Regions from separate parts of the Pan troglodytes genome. Here region 1 is linked to region 2. A link is a contact called in public HiChIP or PLAC-seq data. All regions are on one chromosome and are shown on one strand. Each heading gives the region's core, a stretch centred on a gene start, on an enhancer-like site or on the middle of the called end of the contact. The rest is flanking DNA. Distances are from core to core; before and after follow the strand shown. Region 1 holds the start of PAPSS1 (3'-phosphoadenosine 5'-phosphosulfate synthase 1). Region 2 holds the start of DKK2 (dickkopf WNT signaling pathway inhibitor 2).

Region 1 (3,421 bases), core at 505-3,004, 690 kb before region 2:
TTCCCTCTAATAAGAACCAGAACTCAGAGCAATGGCTAACTTCAGATGTGGCCCTATTTTCTCATATGAAGCTTGAGATCTTCTTCCAAGCTCATTCTTGTTATTGGCAGAATTTGAAATTATATTGAAATTCAGTTCTATGTATGAACCCCAGATTGAAATTCCCTAAAAAAAAGCTGAAGGGAACCATTCACATTTTAAGTAGTCAAGTAACAAGATCAGATTTCTGTTTCAGAAATACCGCTCTGACAGCAGGTGCAAGAATGGGGTGTGTGGCGGGGGTGTGGAGAGCGGCTGCACAGCTGGGAGGATGTCCAGTGAACGGGCTTAATGATAACTCAGGCTGGATATAGGGGAGGCCTAATTTAAGACAGTAGCAGTGGGGTAAATAGATGGAGGGCTGATTTGCTAGTCACTAACAGGCAGCAGCCTCAGGTCTTGGTGATGGGGGCTGATTTGCTAGTCACTAACAGGCAGCAGCAGCAGCCTCAGGTCTTGGTGATGGGGGCTAATTTGCTAGTCACTAACAGGCAGCAGTCTCAGGTCTTGGTGATGGGCGGGGTCAGGGGCGGAGGGCGGCTGTGTCACAGAGGGGCAGAGCTGCAAGCAACTCTCTTGGTGCCAGGGGCAAGCTGCGGAAAAGAGAACTCAGAGTTATGGGGGGTGTGGGGAAGATAACTCCTGGAGGAAACTCTGTCATGCCCCCAGCCCATCCTCCTACGAACTAGCCCTGGAATAATTAGGTGAATTTGAAAATGTCCTCCGTAGGCGGGAGTTCTATTCGGGGTTACCTGCGGCCTCCCCGGTCCTGGATTTCAGTCCTCTAGGTATTTCCTGAGTAGCTCTTAATAATACAGAAGCCCCTTTCCGGTGTAGGTGGGTAAGAAGCACTGCACAGAAATCTGATGCGAAGTGGGGCCTCCTAGCGGAGAGGGAGGCACCTTATAAGTAATCACTAATTCAGGTTGAGATATTAATTATTGATGTCAAGAAATCGGGCTTTTATATTTTTTTAAAAACTGTGTCTTGAGGCCAGGCGCTGTCGCTCACGTCTGGAATCCCAGCACTTTGGGAAGCTGAGGCGGGCGGATCATGAGGTCAGGAATTCGAGACCAGCCTGGCCAACATAGTGAAACCCCGTCTCTACTAAAAATACAAAAATTAGCCGGGCGTGGTGGCACACGCCTGTAGTCCCAGCTACTCGGGAGGCTGAGGCAGGAGAATCGCTTGAACCCGGGAGGCAGAGGTTGCGGTGAGCCGAGATCCTACTACTGCACTCCAGCCTGGGCGACAGAGCAAGACTCCGTCTCAAAAAAAAAAAAAAAAAATTGTGTCTTGAGTAGAGTTTTAATGTGGAGAATGAGCTGTTCGGTAAATCAATTCTTCCCTTTGCAAAGCTGTAAAACATTTAAAACATTTGGCCAGGGTGACATGGGCACAGAAGGGGCAGTCAGGAGGCCAGCAGCCAGGTCCGTGGAGGAGTAGCCAGAGGTGCAGGAGGCCGCGTCAGCGTCCTCCCAATCAGCCTCTGCTGAGGGAGAGCCGCGCGCGGCGAGCCGCGCACTCCCCTTGCCTTTCTCCCGGCGGCTGGTACTCGCTCTTAGAGATCTGCGCTAGCTCAGAACTAGGCTCGGTGCCGCAGAGGCACCTGAGGTTCCACGACTGCATTCCAGGCCCCGCCCCTTCATCGGGATCTGGAAGGAGGAGCGCCGTGCGCGCCCGCGCCGGCGCGAGCGCTGAAGCTCCGCCCCCAGTTTCTACCTCCGGTTCTATGCCGGCGTTTCGCCCTTCCCCACAGACCTCTGCCCCGGACCCATTTCCGAGGCGCGCCGCATGCGCCGCGCAACCCAGGCCACGAGCACGGGCGCGTGCGCAAGTCAGCGCGCGCCCGCCCCGACGCGAGGAGGCCCCGCCCTCCAGCCCCGCCCCGCTCGCTGGCCTGCCCTCCTGCTACCCTCCCGGCACAGAGAACCCCGGCTGCTCAGCGCGCTCCGCGGTCATGGAGATCCCCGGGAGCCTGTGCAAGAAAGTCAAGCTGAGCAATAACGCGCAGAACTGGGTAAGTTGGGGAGGAAGGCGAGACGGCGAGGAGCGGAGGGGCTGTGGGAGCAGCTCGTTCCGGAGCCGCCGCCTCTCTCCCGCCTCCTCCGCATCCATCCTTCCAGGAGCGCGGAGGTGGGTTCCGGGGCTGCGGCGCCTCCCGGCTGGGGCCGTGGGTGGTTGCGAGGCAGAGGGGCGCGGCGCAGGGTGGGGGTCTCGCCCTAGCTTGGCGCAGCGTGCGGTCCGAGCCACCGTTCGTGGGAAGAACGCCCCCCCTCCCCAGCGCCTCCGCTCAGGTAAGACCCCCAGGAAAATCCTTCACCCGTGAACTGGCGCTTGCTGAAACCTCCGGGTGCTGAAACCTGCGGCTGCAGAAACAGGAGCTTCCTGCATACCTTGGAGTGGCCTGAAGATCTGCAGAGGAGGCGGAGGCGGGCGCCTTCGACGCGTTCTTGGTTTTTCTTGGCTCTGCCAGTGCGGTTGGCCCAGGTTTGGGTCCATCTCCGTGTCTTTCCATTTCTGAGTTTCAGTGTGAAAGGAGAGTACCCAACAATGTGGTCATTCATGAGTTGAGACTGCCCTGAACTGAGGTTCTTTGTGTCTCTGTGTTAAATCGGAATGTTTAACAAGTAGGAGTTTGAAAGACTCCATTCCTGGTGACAGTCAGGTATGGGACCAGTCCTTTATAACGTTTAGTAACGACTGCCAGTTGACTTTGTAAAGTGCTGTGTCCTCATAACGTTGCTTACTTCCTTAATTTCTCTGTGATGAGAAAGAGCCTTATCTTCCTTTGTAAGTGTGTGGCAGGGAAGGGCCCATCTTTGGAGTCTGGAAAGGCACTGGTTTAAGTTGAGATGGAAATGTTATTTCACAGTCCAATGGAATAATAAGGTTTAAATGCAATGTCTCCCAAAACGTTACTTGCCCTAGATGAATCAAAGAAAAAAAAAAAAAGCAATTTCAGGCAAATGTTCTTTGGAAGTCATTAATATACCACATCTGTTGTTATTGTTATCATGAATTGTTCACTGATTCCTCTCTCCTTTTATTTAACTCTATAGATGGTAAGGAGGGGAAGGAGATTTAAAAGATGAATTAGAACAGTGGAAAGAGCGCTGGACTCCTGGCCTGGTCTCTCATCCCAGCTTTGCCATTTACTAGCTGTGTGATCTTGAGGAGAGTCACTTTACTTTTTCGAACCTCAGTTAACTTAAGGGTATAATAGTATGTACTTCACGGGATTGTTCTGCTGAACAAAGAAGACAGATCATGAATTTGAATGTGCGGTGAAACCACTGCCTTGAAACTCAGACTCAGTTTCGCTTCTGTTACCTTAAGGTATTTCACGGTTAGGGAAATAAGGTTGGCTTACTTGGGGTAT
Region 2 (3,512 bases), core at 857-3,356:
AGTGCCTAGAATGCCTCACTTAACTTTATAAACTTACAAATTTATTACTGGGCATATATAGATGTTAAATGTTCTTACTACAATAATGTTATATGTATAAATACATATATATATTATACATGTATATAAAGTCACACACATATAAAATTTATATCTATATAGCATGAGATCTACCTTCTCAATAAGTTTTTAAAAATACAATGCATTATTGTTGGCTATAGGTACAATACCATATGACAAATCTCTAGAGTTTATTCATCTTAGTTAACTGAAACTTTATGATCATTGATATAGTAACTCCCCATTCTCCTCTCCTTCCAATTCCTGGTAACCATCATTCCAACCTTTGATTCTATGCATTTAACTATTTTAGGTACCTCCTATAAGTGGATTTGTCTTTCTGTGATTGGTCGAGTTCACTTAGTATGATGTCCTTCAGGGGTCACCCATATTGTTATTCCTGGCATATTTTTAAAAAGTGGGAAAAAAACCCCACACACTAAAATGTGAAAAATCTCTACCTTAAAGAAAGGAAATTCAAAAGATAAGAACACATGCCAGAGGGTGCAAATTTTAATCCCCGTTTGCTTGTGTATTAAAAAAAAAATCTGAAAATGAAGAATTTCAGGGCAGACAGACTCATAGGTCAGGACTGAGAAATTTGCAAAACTGGAGCTGTCTGGGAGAAAATAGCTCTAAATCCACACTTTAGAACTCTGCGTTGTTTGGGGGGAAAATAAGAGTCACCAACGTTCTCACTTAGCGACAAGTTTAATTCGTACTCATGGACATGCGCCAGAATCAGGTGTGAAAGCTGTGAAATCTAGGTCCAAAAATTCTGAAGAGGATGCTGCTTGTATCCTCCCCTGGCGGCTAGCTGCCTTCTAACTTCAAGTTGTGGCTCAATGCTTGGATTTCTCTGCTCCTGGACATTAGTGTCTGCGAAGCAGAAATGCAACAACTTTCGAACAATCCCTTGCTTTGCTTGGAAAGTCTCGCACTTAGCCACCAGACATCACCGAACTCAGCGCTTGTCTCCTGCAGCACTTCCGTGGCTCGCTGAACGGCTGCCACTGGCGCCCCCAAGCGCCAGCGCGTCCCAGTCGTTCCCGGAGCAGCCTTCGACCTTCGGCCGAAGGGAATTGGACCTGGAGAGACCTGGGGGCTGACAGGAATGGCTTCTCTTGTAATTCCCAGGGGCTAGAAGGCAGGAAGCCAAGGAAGACAGGATCTCAAAGGCTCCCTGCCCCCGTTCATTCCTATCTGGGATTTCCTTTTCGCAAAAAGAGCAGTTGCCTGGCATGGTAAAGATGCTCAATCGAGCTGTGAGGTCCAAACCCTTGGAGCGTACCCAGAGCATCCCCTTCTTCCCAGTCCCTCAGAGACATAGACATATTCTACGAGGGCGGCGGGGCCCGGGGTTCCGAAGGAGGAGACTAAAAAGACCCAAATCGAATAGGCTCATCTTTTCCCCTCTTTGGTCTGCCCCTTTCCTTCCAGACCCTCTATCCGGATCATTGGCCACCCCCTGGCGCACCTATGTGGCTCCAGCTTCACACACTCCCTGGGAGGCACAGTCTAAAACCAAACGTGAGCGCACAAAGAACACAATACTAATGAGCAGATGCGCAGATGCTCACTTCTCTAAAGCTTCCATAGGGCTTTTCCAGCTCTCCTCGCGGAGTCAGGGGCTGAAGATGGGTGGGAAGATCTAAGAAAGGGTGGCAGCGATCAAGTGGTGTCAGCTTGCCCCACTCCGTTTCCACCTTTGGTCTCTGCCTGTTTCCAAAGACCCCTCCAACCGCTGGAGTTGTTGTCAGGAATTAGGAGCCCCTATGTTCCATTCACCTCATGGAAAAGCTAGATCCCCCTTTTCCAGTAGTTGTGGGTGGAGACAGAGCGGGAGGATGAGGAGGAGGAAAAGCTGGAGTGAAAGCCGCAGAAGGAGAAGCAGCACGCAGAGAGGAGGGGGGCGGAAGCGGTGGGGAGTGAGAGAAAAGTTTTCACTCTTTGTCACTCTTGAATTGGGGGCGGAGGTAAAAAAAAAAAAAAAAAAAAAGGCCTCACTGTGGGAAGCTATAAAAAGCAAAAAGGACGGGGGAGAGAGCAGAGAGAGAGAAAGCGGGAGCCCGCGGCGAGCGTAGCGCAAGTCCGCTCCCTAGGCATCGCTGCGCTGGCAGCGGTTCGCTGTCTCTTGTGAGTCAGGGGACAACGCTTCGGGGCAACTGTGAGTGCGCGTGTGGGGGACCTCGATTCTCTTCAGATCTCGAGGATTCGGTCCGAGGACGTCTCCTGATCCCCTACTAAAGCGCCTGCTAACTTTGAAAAGGAGCACTGTGTCCTGCAAAGTTTGACACATAAAGGATAGGAAAAGAGAGGAGAGAAAAGCAACTGAGTTGAAGGAGAAGGAGCTGATGCGGGCCTCCTGATCAATTAAGAGGAGAGTTAAACCGCCGAGATCCCGGTGGGACCAAGGAGGTGCGGGGCAAGAAGGAACGGAAGCGGTGCGATCCACAGGGCTGGGTTTTCTTGCACCTTGGGTCACGCCTCCTTGGCGAGAAAGCGCCTCGCCTTTGATTGCTTCCAGTTATTGCAGAACTTCCTGTCCTGGTGGAGAAGCGGTTCTCGCTTGGGTTCCGCTAATTTCTGTCCTGAGGCGTGAGACTGAGTTCATAGGGTCCTGGGTCCCCGAACCAGGAAGGGTTGAGGGAACACAATCTGCAAGCCCCCGCGCCCCAAGTGAGGGGCCCCGTGTTGTGGTCCTCCCTCCCTTTGCATTCCCACCCCTCCGGGCTTTGCGTCTTCCTGGGGACCCCCTCGCCGGGAGATGGCCGCGTTGATGCGGTGCAAGGATTCGTCCTGCTGCCTGCTCCTACTGGCCGCGGTGCTGATGGTGGAGAGCTCACAGATCGGCAGTTCGCGGGCCAAACTCAACTCCATCAAGTCCTCTCTGGGCGGGGAGACGCCTGGTCAGGCTGGCAATCGATCTGCGGGCATGTACCAAGGACTGGCATTCGGCGGCAGTAAGAAAGGCAAAAACCTGGGGCAGGTAGGAAAACCCCCAAACACATTCTTCAGACAGAAGAGGCAGGGGCCAGCTCTCTTGGGCTAGCGGTTTGCCATTGCATCCTGCAACATTCGGAGCGTGGCCCCAGATATAGAGAACAGGCGGCTGGGGAGGGATTCACCGAACAGGGTCTGCGTGGGCGGGGGGTGTCTGGGTGGCTGCTGGTCCTGCACTGCACAGAGTCAAAGGGTTAGGATTCTGTCTCGCCTTTGCCCTGGGGCGTGGGCACGTATCAAGATCTAGTGCTTTCCTGTGGAGAAAGTGGTCAGGATGGTCCTTCCATTTAACACTGTGATGCAACTGATGAAGATGTTAATAGCATTTAACCTATAGCACCTAATAACGTGCCAGGCACAGTTCTAAGCGTTTTACATATTCACTCATTTAATCTTCACAACTCTGTGAGCTAGGTGCTGTTGCTTTCCCATTCTGCTAATGAAGTAAT

Evidence for each region. HiChIP or PLAC-seq counts read pairs in DNA pulled down with a chosen protein or histone mark.
Region 1: a contact with region 2 is called in an H3K4me3 HiChIP or PLAC-seq map of stem cell-derived excitatory neurons, with 5 times the contacts expected there. The contact joins the promoter of PAPSS1 here to the promoter of DKK2 in region 2. A contact is called at or near these places in 1 of 7 Hi-C or Micro-C datasets (induced pluripotent stem cells) and 1 of 1 datasets of contacts at active chromatin or transcription factors (stem cell-derived excitatory neurons).

The regions. Positions count from the first base shown.
Region 1 is chr3:109,179,823-109,183,243 of NHGRI_mPanTro3-v2.0_pri, reverse strand. PAPSS1 (3'-phosphoadenosine 5'-phosphosulfate synthase 1) reads left to right here and starts at 1,754. Exons shown (of 12, transcript XM_016951973.2): 1 at 1,754-2,059. The coding sequence starts at 1,772.
Region 2 is chr3:108,488,352-108,491,863 of NHGRI_mPanTro3-v2.0_pri, reverse strand. It overlaps DKK2 (dickkopf WNT signaling pathway inhibitor 2), which reads left to right and starts at 2,106. Exons shown (of 4, transcript XM_001170814.8): 1 at 2,106-3,049. The coding sequence starts at 2,828.